Linked DNA regions of Rattus norvegicus: region 1 is linked to region 2. The links are chromatin contacts, called in public Hi-C maps. All regions are on one chromosome and are shown on one strand. Each heading gives the region's core, a stretch centred on a gene start, on an enhancer-like site or on the middle of the called end of the contact. The rest is flanking DNA. Distances are from core to core; before and after follow the strand shown.

Region 1 (5,601 bases), core at 2,431-4,930, 300 kb before region 2:
CACACACACACGGGTGTGTTAGGGGGGAGAGAGAGAGAGAGAGAGAGAGAGAGAGAGAATATTCTGTTATTCTACATTATTTATCTTTTCTCTTGCATCTACTCTTAGCCCCAAATTCTGCTACTAGAAAAGCAATGATTATGTCAACCCTCACTTTTAGAGGGAACCAAAGATTTTATCATTTGATTCTGTTTCATTGGTATACTTTATAATGTATATCAGTCTAGCATATAAAAGTGGTCTAAGCTTTGTTCTCTACTGAAGAACACCATTAATTATGCAAAAATGCAATGTTCCACACTTGCTGTTTCTGTTTTAATATTATCACAAAGCAAAGGTTGGGGTTGAAGAGATATCTCAGTGGATCAAGTCCTTGTCAGGTAAGGATTAGGACAAGTTCCAATCCCCAGCACCCATGTAGATATGGGATGGATAAAAAGTCCATGTGTATTAGCAGAACTCAGAAGGTGGAGGTATGGGATCTTTGAAGCAAGCTGGCTAGCTAGAGTAGCATTATTGGCGAGTTCTGTGTTCAACTGAAAGAGCATATCTTTTTTTTTTAAAGATTTATTCATTTATTATATATAAGTACACTGTAGCTGTCTTCAGATACACCAGAAGAGGGCATCAGATCTCTTTACAGATGGTTGTGAGCCACCATGTGGTTGCTGGGAATTGAACTCATAACCTCTGGAAGAGCAGTTGGTGCTCTTAACCGCTGAGCCATCTCTTCATCCCTGAAAGAGCATATCTTAAGAAATAATATACAGCCTTGAGCTTCCACATGCACACCCACACATGTGCCCACATACACGCAAGCACACTACCCATACATGCAAAAGTAGTTATACAAATAAATAACTTTCAAGCAAGCAATTCTGCACTTACTAGGAACAAACATCAACCCCAGGTTTAAATGCCACCTTTAAAAACTACTCCATACCACATGTCATCCTTTTTGATTCATTTTAATGACTGACCTGCTTTCTTAGTTTAAAAGACAAGTAGTTCACTCCACTGGCCTCTGTTTACCTGTTCAAGACCCCAAAGCAGAAAGTGTGTTACTCTCTACTTAATAGGTTTCTCTTAAGTTGGTAGATCTGTCAGCCTGACTCTTCACTGGCCTATATTATATAAAGAAACAATTTTCCTTATTGTTTGTAGTCTAGAAAACTGCTCAGATTTCAGGCCAATATCTTTATTTTTCAAAGAGCTTCTTCCAGTGACAGGAGCTTCCTGGGTCTTTGTGCTTCTCTGGCCTAGGATATTTGTATTGTAATTTCCTCAGTCATCGGTCTGTGTGTGATGCTTTGAGAAAGCACTAAGTTCTCGCATGAGTCTGTTTGATCTATTTTCCTTCTTCGCAAATTAGGACCTTTTGGAAGAGAAATAAAGAGAAAGGCTGGAGAATCTCCAAATGATCTTTTGCAGGAAGAATGGAGGGTTTAATACAGTGCACTCTGGCTAGCTTTCTTGTTTTCTTCTTATAAATTCTCCCCAAATTGCAGTTATAATGAATTGCATTGCTCTTATGCTAAACCATAAGGAATAAGCTATTATTCCCATGCTGGCTGTGAAACCCCAGGGAAACATCTTTTTTTTTCCCCTGGATGTAAGCACCTCTCTCACAATTGCCCAGCAAAAGCTATGTTGAACTGTTTATAAAGATAGTAGATCATTTCTCAGGAGAAAGTGTTGCTGCAGTTGTTGGATATATGGGAAAGAAAAATCAAAGAAAATACCATTCTTTTGTCACTGGATCAAGAAAGGACCACACTGACAAGAGGTAACCAGTGCAGAGCTAAAGCCCTGCTTCTTACCACAGCTCTTTGCATTTTCTTCCCCAGCATCTACTGAGATCCCTCAGCTTTGGACGAGAATCAGGATTACATAAAACTACAAGGAGACATAAATGCTAAAGTGACAAGATCTGCTTTGGAGATGTTCATAGGCCTAGTGGGGAAGGAGAAGCAGATTCTTTGCCAGCATGTATCTTTCTCCCCCACACTGCAGCAGCCCTAATAACTGGACACAGATGTGGAGTCTGAGCCTTTCTCTCCCTTTGTTAAAGGGTTGGTTTTTTTTTTCTCTCCCCTCAACACACTGGCAAAAGACATCTGCGTGGTTTGCGCGGTAGAAAGGGGGTTTTCCTCTGTGACTGCCTTAGGCTAAACTGCATCCAGTGAACTTGTTGTATGCATGGCTGTACCTGACACAGGGCATGCTTTACTCACTGCACACTGGAGGCAAATATGGTACCAGGGGAAGAGGTTTTGGAGGCCAGAAAAAAAAAGACTATCCTGTGTTTTATTTTGTGTTTTTGAAAATATATTTGAGGCCCGCAACTTCTCACTGAGACGCAATGCCTTTAAAAGAAGAAGGAAACGTTAATTGGATCACATTCCAAGACATCACCTCAACAACCCAGCAACTGCACACCAGAGTGTTGAACGTAACAACTGGTAGGAGCACCCGCCTTGCACCCCCAGCTCCAAGAGAAAGCAAATCCTTCATGCGGAGAATAAGGCCCATGCTCCAAGGTGCCTGGCTGATTACTCTTTTCCCTGACTCAAAAATGAAAGGAAGAAATCGCCTGTTCCCATGGTGCTGGGGTGAAGAGGAGGCAGGGGGCAGGAGTGCCAGGAGGAAGGATTTGGGGCTCCTGTCAGTCAGGGCCAGAAATTGGCATTTAGGTGACTCCAATGCTCACTGAGGAAACAGAAAGGAAAGCTTGTGAGTGTCTCCACCCCCTCGGCCACAGGGGGAAGCTGGGGGGGGGGGAGCATATAAATTACTGTTGCAATTTACAACAAAGGTAAACTTAAACTGCAGGGTTATAGCCAAAAATGACATGGAGGGCAGGCTCCAGCAGGCCTCTCAAAAGAACAAGGCATAGAAAATGGATAGAGTTATTCAGGGAATATGGGATCATGAAGAAAGGAGGGGGGGGGAATCTAAACAAGTTGTGTGAAATCTGCTGCTTTAGTGGGTCTTAAAGAGCTTATGTCAGCTCAATTCTATGTGGCAGCATAATGTAAGTCTATGGGAAATGGGGCTCTGGGCATATCTACTCTATTGCATTTCTGCAGATTGCCAAGCACGGTAATAAATGTCAAGTGGTTATTTATTTGATTAGAAACTTCATTAGATTTTGATTTGATGCTCTACAACCTTCCATTCCCCCCACCTCCCACTGCCACCAAAATGAACGCTCAGTTTTGAAATTCAATCCAGCGAGTTTGACTATGGGGGATGGTGCTGGTGGTGTTATGAAATAAAAACTAGCAAATGCCCTCATCTAGATGGCAATGTTCTGCATAAATATAGAATCTCCTCTCCAACAAGTCTGTGGCACTTCGCTAACACGATGGAGATACGTTCTGGCAACGGAGCGTACTTTTTTTTTTAAAACCTCTTTTAGTCTTTTGCTAGATGGAAGGCTGTTTCCAAAGTAAGATGGAATTCCTCTGGCTGCAGACAGCTTCTGACTGTGTGCTCTCCGCTCAGCAGGCTCGGCAGGCTTTTACACTCTCAGTAGCTATCTTGGGTTTGGCTTATTTGCAGATTTCATTAGCAGGGGGAGATAGAGAGACGGCGTTTGGCCACGGTAATTTGGGACTCAGCTAGCTGGTGCCTGGGTATCTATTTCAGCCCTGCTCCGGGCATAGAACATGAGCCCTATTATGTTTACGAAAAAATGGCTCCTTCCGGCAGCAGGCAGTGTCAGGTATCCTGTTTACAGTAGGATTTCTCCGTGTTCCTTCAGTTTCTCCTATGCCTTTCACAACAGTCTCCCAAAGACTCCTGTGTTAGGCTTGAGAAACAAAGAGAAGATGAGAGACAGTGAAGAATCCAGCTTCCCTCCCTCCGAAGGGGAAGGTACTTGCATGTCAAAAGACCCACCAAATAGGAATTGGGCTGGCTTTCACAAAACCAGGGATTTAAGCACAGTGTGGGGTATGTATTATTGCCACAGAGCACACGCGGTAAAGAAGCATAAAGAGACAAGCTTTATCTCTTTGCCTGAAACCCTCTTGGAACCTTCTGGGAGTGCACATTCTAAATCAAGAATCAAAACGTTTTCCCAGCACAACTGCAAATTGAAAATAGGCACTTCAACAACACAGACTGAGACAGGGAAGAAGCGTGCCTTTGAAAGGCCTACAGCCCACCCGGAGCCACCCAGGCTTTCTGTAGACTGGAAGAGCATTCATCTGCAGTAAAGGGTGTGCAGCTCAGCCCAGACAGCTGACAGCTGACAAAAAGATACATTCGACGGGCACACTTGCCCCTTGCCAGCCCTGAGTATTTTTTCTTACACTCGCCTCAGAGAAAAAGAACAGATATTTGATTTGGAGAAGCAACCTAGCAGCTATAGATTTTTGCATTTCTTTCCTTCTGCCTCCCCCCACCCCCATTATTGCAATTGAAACAAAGGCCAGAAAGATACAGTTTCTTGCATTAGTCTAAGTGGCCTGAAACACTGGAGAAAAGAAACTTAGAAATTCATTATGTGCTGTGTGGTAAGCAACAGCAATTGACAGGGCAGCGAATCTTTCTTCCTTTTGTGAAAGAAGTCACTATCTCAAAAACAAAGCAAGCAAGGGGACAAACAAAAACCTGCTCTTGGGAGTGCCAGTTAATGGTATTTGAGCCCATTCCTGAAAAACTCTGCTTTGTGTGGGATTGGCGTGGTGAAGAAACAGCAGGCCTCAGAGGACTGTGGTCTAGCTCAAAAACAGTCAACCCCCAGCAGGAAAGGGTTCCCTACCTTCAAAGCTTGTGCAAGAGGAGAAATTGGAAGCTCAGGATGAGACTTTGAGAGCCTGCTGAGGGGGGTGGGGCGTGGGGCGCTATCAGATCTGTGGTTTTTCCTTTCAGCAGGGGGACCCAGAAAGGACAAGGAGGCTTGACGGAGAGAAGAGGGAGGGGGATAAAGTGAGTGAAGGCACAGAGGGAGCAGCATATGCTGGGCCATGAACTGACAACCGGCTGAGTCCATTTGCGATTCTCCATAAGAGGACTGGAGAACACCAGTGTGGTGGACTGCAAAAGAAAGAGGCTAGGTTTTTGGCCGACAATAACAATGCTCAGAGTTAGGTAACAGGAAGCAGTTACATGACTGTATTCAAGCAACACATTTTTAAACATGTTTCTGTCTTGATGTCAAGGAGTACTAGAAAGATTACAGTCATTAACTAGAGGTTCAGGATCCACATTAGCTGCCGTGTGTGCATTGAAGTCTGGGTAGTTTGATAATAAATGGCTTATGACCCATCCTTTTAATCTTATGAGATTGAGAGATATACAGTAAGCAAACACAAGGTGATAGATAAGTAGCAAGGGTTGGGACCAGAGCAGATGAGGATGTAAGGGCTTCAAGAAGACTTTATAGCTTCTGGTGAGCCTTGAGCTTCTTCTGTGGGCCGGAATGTTTAATTGTAAATCTGGACAGAAGCAGTGTTAGAAAAGGTATGGCTTAATGTTGGGCAGTGGTCAGGGTTTTCAGTGTACATAGACCTGCTAGTATGAACAGATCTAAAGGTTGTATGTTCAAACAAGAAGAGGACAAGAGCTGCTGCCCTCCCTGGATAGTGCCCT
Region 2 (6,000 bases), core at 2,381-4,880:
TTCCACAAATTCTTGTTAATGCTACAGCTTCTTGGCTTTGTTGGTTGCATCAAATGTCTCTTGCAGAGTAATTGTAAGTAACTGTAGAAGATGTTTGAGTGAAAGCTGATTCATACAGAGAATTTATTAATGAGGTGTTTCACACTTTCTACACATCACTGTTGAATCTGGGGTATATTTGACAGCCCACTTCAGTGTGGACTCACACCACACACACGTTCAGCTGGGATGGATGACTAGAGCCCACCATATCTGACTGTGCCCACATAAGACGACAGTTGCACGTTCTCTGATTCTTATGTTCTCTGAATCTTTATGTGTCTCCGCTTATGGAAACTTTTGACACAAATATGCCTGTAAGGAAATCACTTTTGGGGGGAGCTGGAAACTTTTATTTCCTTCTTGTTACCAGTCATGAAGTTACCTAAGATCAAATTACGCTAATTAAGAGAAAATAACAAACATCAAACAATCATGTTAACAGAAATAAACTGTTGGGCAGTAAGAAGATGCAGCACTGTGTGTGTGTGTGTGTGTGTGTGTGTGTGTGTGTGTGTGTGTGTGTGTGTGTAAATTACAATACAAACTTGTCTGACAAGGAGGAATTCTTTTTCCTCACATATGCTCACACACACAAACTTTATCTTTGCATTACCATGACCATATAACTAAACACAAAAAGTGAATACATTATAATGTTTAAAAGGGAAAAATCTAAGCAAAAAGTACCTTTAAGGAGTCAAGAAATCTAATCAACGTACTCCAGTGGTTCCTGGTCAAGTGTCTATACACTTGGACTTGTCTTCTTGTGCTGTATAGTAGCCCTCAGTGAGTGCTTGCAAGGCTCCCAACAGAGCCAGCTCTCTCTCTGTGATTCACAGAAGAGTGGGCAGCACAAAGAAAGAGCTCCTCTTCTCTATAAACTTATGTTCTAGTCAGTTGAGGGAAAATATTACAAATGAAAAGAGAAGCAATAAAAGTGGCCCAAATAAATGTGCTACAGAGGGAACTAATAGAAGAAAGAAGACTTTTTTAAAGCTAGGAGGACTTTTGTGGCTTCAGAAATGTAGAGAAGCCAGCTCAGGAAGTAGGAGCACTACAGCCACTTGACACAGGTTTCCTGATCTAAGACCCCAAGGCATCTGTCCCAGACATGCAGAAGGTCACTATGGCCCACATTGGTAGGTAATGAGAGACTGAGTTCAAAGTAAGCTTAAACAAGATTTGCCAGGACTTGTATATCAAGCCCTGTAAGCAAGATCGGCTCCATCAGCTAGGGACCATTGATGCTTGCTTTTGCTCTCTGCTGTGGCTAGCTTAGAATGCATTCTAGCTTTTGAACAAGGGATACATTATTCTCATTTTGCCACAAGTATGCATCAATCCATCCCACTGCTAAACTGTGCTAAGGACTTATGGTTTACCCTTGGAATTTTTTCTCTTTGTGAATTCAAGGAAGTAGAGGAAATGTTCCAGCTAAGGCTGTTGTAGTTTGGCTGTTTCTATCTCATGTCTGTTAGTCAAGATTTTCATCTCTATCTCATGTCCTTGTTAGTCAAGGTTTTCGTACCCAAGAACATGTTGACATACAAAATGAAGCCTGGCATTCCCCCAGTGCAGCCTCCCTTCAGCCATGATAAAAACACTGCCAGAATTACCATACCATCCTAAAATGACTGAGTCTAGTGATGCCTTACTACATTGCATGATCAGATGTAGAAACTGACCACACCCACCTTCAACTTGGCTGAGAAAGTCTTTTGTTTTTCTGGAAAATATGTACCCAACTAAACGCTGGGATTTCTAGTTTCCATATAATAAGTCAAAACACAGGGAGTATCTTCCAGTGTTTTGTACTGTCTCACTTTTCAAAACGTTAAATGACTATTCATTTATACGTTTATTCATTTAGCATTATTCCACCCCAAAAATGAGTGTTGGGCTATAATACTAGAAACAAAGGGAGTGATGAAGAGTTTGGCTTTAAAGGATAATCTATGGGGAAAGAGAAACAGTACATATATCTAGAGCACTGTGTCACAAATCTCGGAAGTTGTAAAGTGAGGTCACAAGTCAACTGGAAAATGCTGAAGACAAAGGTAAGTCACACAGGAAAGGGTGGTTTACCTTTGGCTTTAGAGGAAGGGAGTAATGGGCAAAGAAGGGGAATGTGTGGTCAAATTAAACTCACACTGGGAAGTATGAGTTTGAGCTAATGTGTGGAATCTCCACAGTTCTCTTTGAGTCATTGGTAAGACTTGATAAATCAAACTCAGCCCAACAGATTGCTTAACCACATGATTGATAACTAGTATATTTCATATACGACTGGTTCAGTCAGTGCCATCAGAGCTAGTTGGTAAAGAGATAGTGCAATGAACACACTGGCCATGCTATAGTTCCCCAATGAATATAAACTCAGAGGCAAACAAGGCACCAGACAAAGACTCAGGCAGAAGCTTATGATATCTGTCCCTTTGGTCTCAAACCGCAAGTTCCCTTTCTTCTTTGAGCCAACTGCATTGCATCAGACAATGACTTCCTGAGCTGGTTACGGGAGAATGTCTTGCCCTGTGCTATCCCATCCATCTTGGTAAAGTGATTCGCCTCTCAAGTAATGCCTTGCTCATTTTTCCCCATGAACTTCAACACACAAATAGCACAGACGTTTGAGGACAACAACAAGCATGAAGGACAAACATGAGGATTCCAGGAGTCTTTAATATTAATAGTATTAATAAAACAGCACTATGTCCAGATGACTGTGGCACTGGGAAATCGATACTCTAAAGCTACAGCCCCAGCCCCACCCATGGGATGGCTGTCACTGTCACCATGCCAAACCTCCTGTGCTGTCGTTTTCTTCTGAAACAAACACAAAAGAGCTGTGTGATAAATCACATCTGCAAGATGTGCTTCATATGTCAAGCACACATAGCTTCTAAATCAAATGCTGATACATGACTTATTCCATCAAAAGTAAGCAGAATGCTGTAATTTATAATCATCTTGAAGCATACTGCAGAGAAAATGAAAGCAGACCATTAAATTTTAATGCTTGCTCGGCTCTCTGAAAAAAAAAAGGCGGGGCTGTGTTTCTGGCCATATTGGAAGCAAAGCAGCACTCCCCAAACCACACACACACACACACACACACACACACACACACACACACACACACACACACAAAGAGAGAGAGAGATTATTTTGTCTTTGCCAAGAATTGTGGAAACTAATTGAAAAAATGATTCAGCTGTCAAAAGCTGCCACTAGCCAGGAAGTACTCATGAGCACAGAGAAAATTCTTACAGAGTAGGTCCTGTCCAAAGCTCCAACGTTCCCCCAGCCTTTAGCTTTTAACAATTGTCTGTTGTTGTGGAAGCCAGCTCCCCACAGCAGGACTGTGAGCAAATATTCATTGGTGTGTCATCTCCACTTAGACTCTCGTCCTGCACACCTATTCATCTGTGTTAAGTGAACAGCAGCATCAGCTCAAATTAAGCTGGCTTGAAAACAGCCACTGTTAATAATTTCTGCTGTGATTCAACTTAGCTTTGGCTAACAGGTGAAGATGTTTCATAACGGAGGCAATTACAGCTCTGAGAACGCTTCCCCGCTGCCCATGTAATCAGAGAAATGGAACAGTGGCTCCTCACGTGCATGTGGGGAAAGGCCAGCCCAGCCACCATCCATCCATCCGCTGCATTCGTTATCTGCTAGATTGAACAGGCTGCCTGCCGGGGACAGATGCTTAGCACAGTGATTAGAATATAAAGCAATGGCAGAGGCTGAAGGGATTGGAGTCAGTCTCCTTTATCTCAACTTACTACAGGCTTTTCTGGTCAGATAACAAGTCTTCCAAACGTTCTTTGTAGATGAGAAATCATATGTATGTCAATGCATGAAGACTCATGCATATTCATTAATCCGTACTCTGTGAATTTTCATTTAGTTTGAAGGCTATAGAAAAGGATGGGGCCAGGAGAAGTCTTCTAGTCTATGCAATTTTAGTACCTTTTATGACCTAGATTTTATGACAAGGAATATAGAGAGGCCATGTTAAGCCAGAACAATAAAAAAAGCTTGCCAAATTTTCTCTTATTTTCTGAGATTGAATATTTTGATGGTTATACAGATTTCCAAACAGCTTTTATAGTTGAGTTTAAAAAGGAAAAAGAAGTAAAAACTTTATAATATAGAACCCTTGGTTCTGACTTTATAAAGCAAGAAAAACTGAAATTAGGCAGATTTCACTGGTTCTTAAATTATAGAGACCATCTATGTCTGTCTACTGCAGCTTTTTTTTTAAATTTCAGCTATGTGTACCTTCAAATTACAGGAAAATCATAGCTTCATACTTCGTAATTGTGCAGGCTTTTCAAGGAGTTCACTCTGAGACAAACATTTTTCTCTCTCCTGCAAAAAGAAAGTCAAACAGTCTAAATTGAATTTTTATACATTACAGTGTCCTGAAATGTAGTTGTTAATGGTTTCTGATGTGCCTAAAGGCGTGAATCTTAAATTACCCTTTTCTCGCCCTCCCAAATGAACCTCTGAAAATGAAAAAGACAATTCCATTGGCTTAACTTTCCATTGTGTATATTCATTTGCCTCTACAGTAATTTCCTTTGGTGTATTTTTCCTAGAAGGTCTACAATAAACTCCTTGGTTGGTTCTGTCTGAAATGCAATTGACAATGTAGCAGTATTTCTCAAAACTCTGTGAGCTGTCTATGAATGGTAAATATGGGTGGAGAGGGGCACAAGGTTCAGGTCACATGCTCATTTCTGTATAACACTGTCTTCCAAGGGGTCAGGGATTCAATGTTTTTCAAACATTGGTGTTTGAAAGCAAGCTATCTCTTTATTTCTGTCTACGTCATTTTTAATAACAATTACAGTTGTATTGATCATGTAGCAATCTTGGAAGTGTTCTCTTTGTTTCTCTGCTTGTCTGTTTCTCTGTCTCTAGGTATAAACATTTATGCAAGTGTATGTGCTTAAGACCAGAGGACAGAGAAAAAGAAAGAAAGAAAGAAAAGAAAAGAAAAGAAAAGAAAAGAAAAGAAAAGAAAAGAAAAGAAAAAGAATCAGGAAAACAAAGGCTTCTAATTTCTAAACATATGATCCAGTGGTGCGTTTGAAATAAATGCTTAACAAGCTAGCAAATTACATGTCCCTTTTAAAGGATATTTCTTTTCTCATTCTTCAATTTCATCCATCTTCGCTATCTTGGAATATCCTCTGTTAGAATCTAGCCTCTTCTATCTTCCCGAGACAATTACCACTGCTCCTTAGCCTTGAAGCTTTGAAAGCCCATGTAACATTAGCCTATCTAGCCCAGTGCAAATGTCTGTACAGATTAGTGTGATGTTAACACTGCCGACTCCCTGCTTTTGACCTGCAGTGCAATATATTGTGTTGCTGCAGCAGATGGAATCGGAGTTTCAGTGGGCTGCGGAGATTGGCTGGCTGCCTGGCGGCTGTTCCTGAGCTGGGATACAGGAGCCCTGCTTAAAATACAGGCTTCTATCTATTCTCTGTTCTTGAAGAGAGAAGGGAAAAGTGTCACAAAAGTTTGTGCAGAACAAAAATACATTTGTTAGACCCCTTCATCTGTAGATGTTTATCCAGCATTTGAAAAGTAATTGAATCTTTTGGTGTAAAATAGAGACATCTTCATTCTATTTTGCTGAAAGACACGAGACAAAAGCCAAAGCCAGAAAAAAAAATTATCTGAACTCCATTTAACCTTCCAGTTGATTACTGACTCACCAGAATACAAATGTGTACGTGTGGGGTGCTTAAAGCTGTCTCTCCGTTTATGAGCATCAATAGATCTTAGTCCAAGGTAGTAATCTAAACTCATAAATGAAATAAAAAGCTACCTTTACATAGCTAATGTAAAACAATTACCCAGATGGTCCCACACCAGAATCTAAGACGCAGTGTAGGGAGAGTTGGGCTCCGAGTTCTCCATACCCGCTCTCATCGTGAGTAT

Evidence for each region. A called contact is a pair of places that touch in the nucleus more often than the background predicts.
Region 1: a contact with region 2 is called in a Hi-C map of frontal cortex, with 1.6 times the contacts expected there. The contact joins two enhancer-like sites.

The regions. Positions count from the first base shown.
Region 1 is chr18:51,302,065-51,307,665 of GRCr8, reverse strand. No RefSeq gene overlaps it. Among named protein-coding and RNA genes, the nearest start is that of Zfp608, 700 kb to the right of the region's middle. Within about 2 kb of position 3,680, at least 27 of the 93 cell types and tissues checked have an H3K27ac peak or open chromatin away from gene starts, as enhancers often do.
Region 2 is chr18:50,997,376-51,003,375 of GRCr8, reverse strand. It overlaps LOC102546473 (a long non-coding RNA gene), which reads right to left. Exons shown (of 5, transcript XR_005496217.2): 4 at 4,327-4,416. Among named protein-coding and RNA genes, the nearest start is that of Zfp608, 390 kb to the right of the region's middle. Within about 2 kb of position 3,630, at least 32 of the 93 cell types and tissues checked have an H3K27ac peak or open chromatin away from gene starts, as enhancers often do.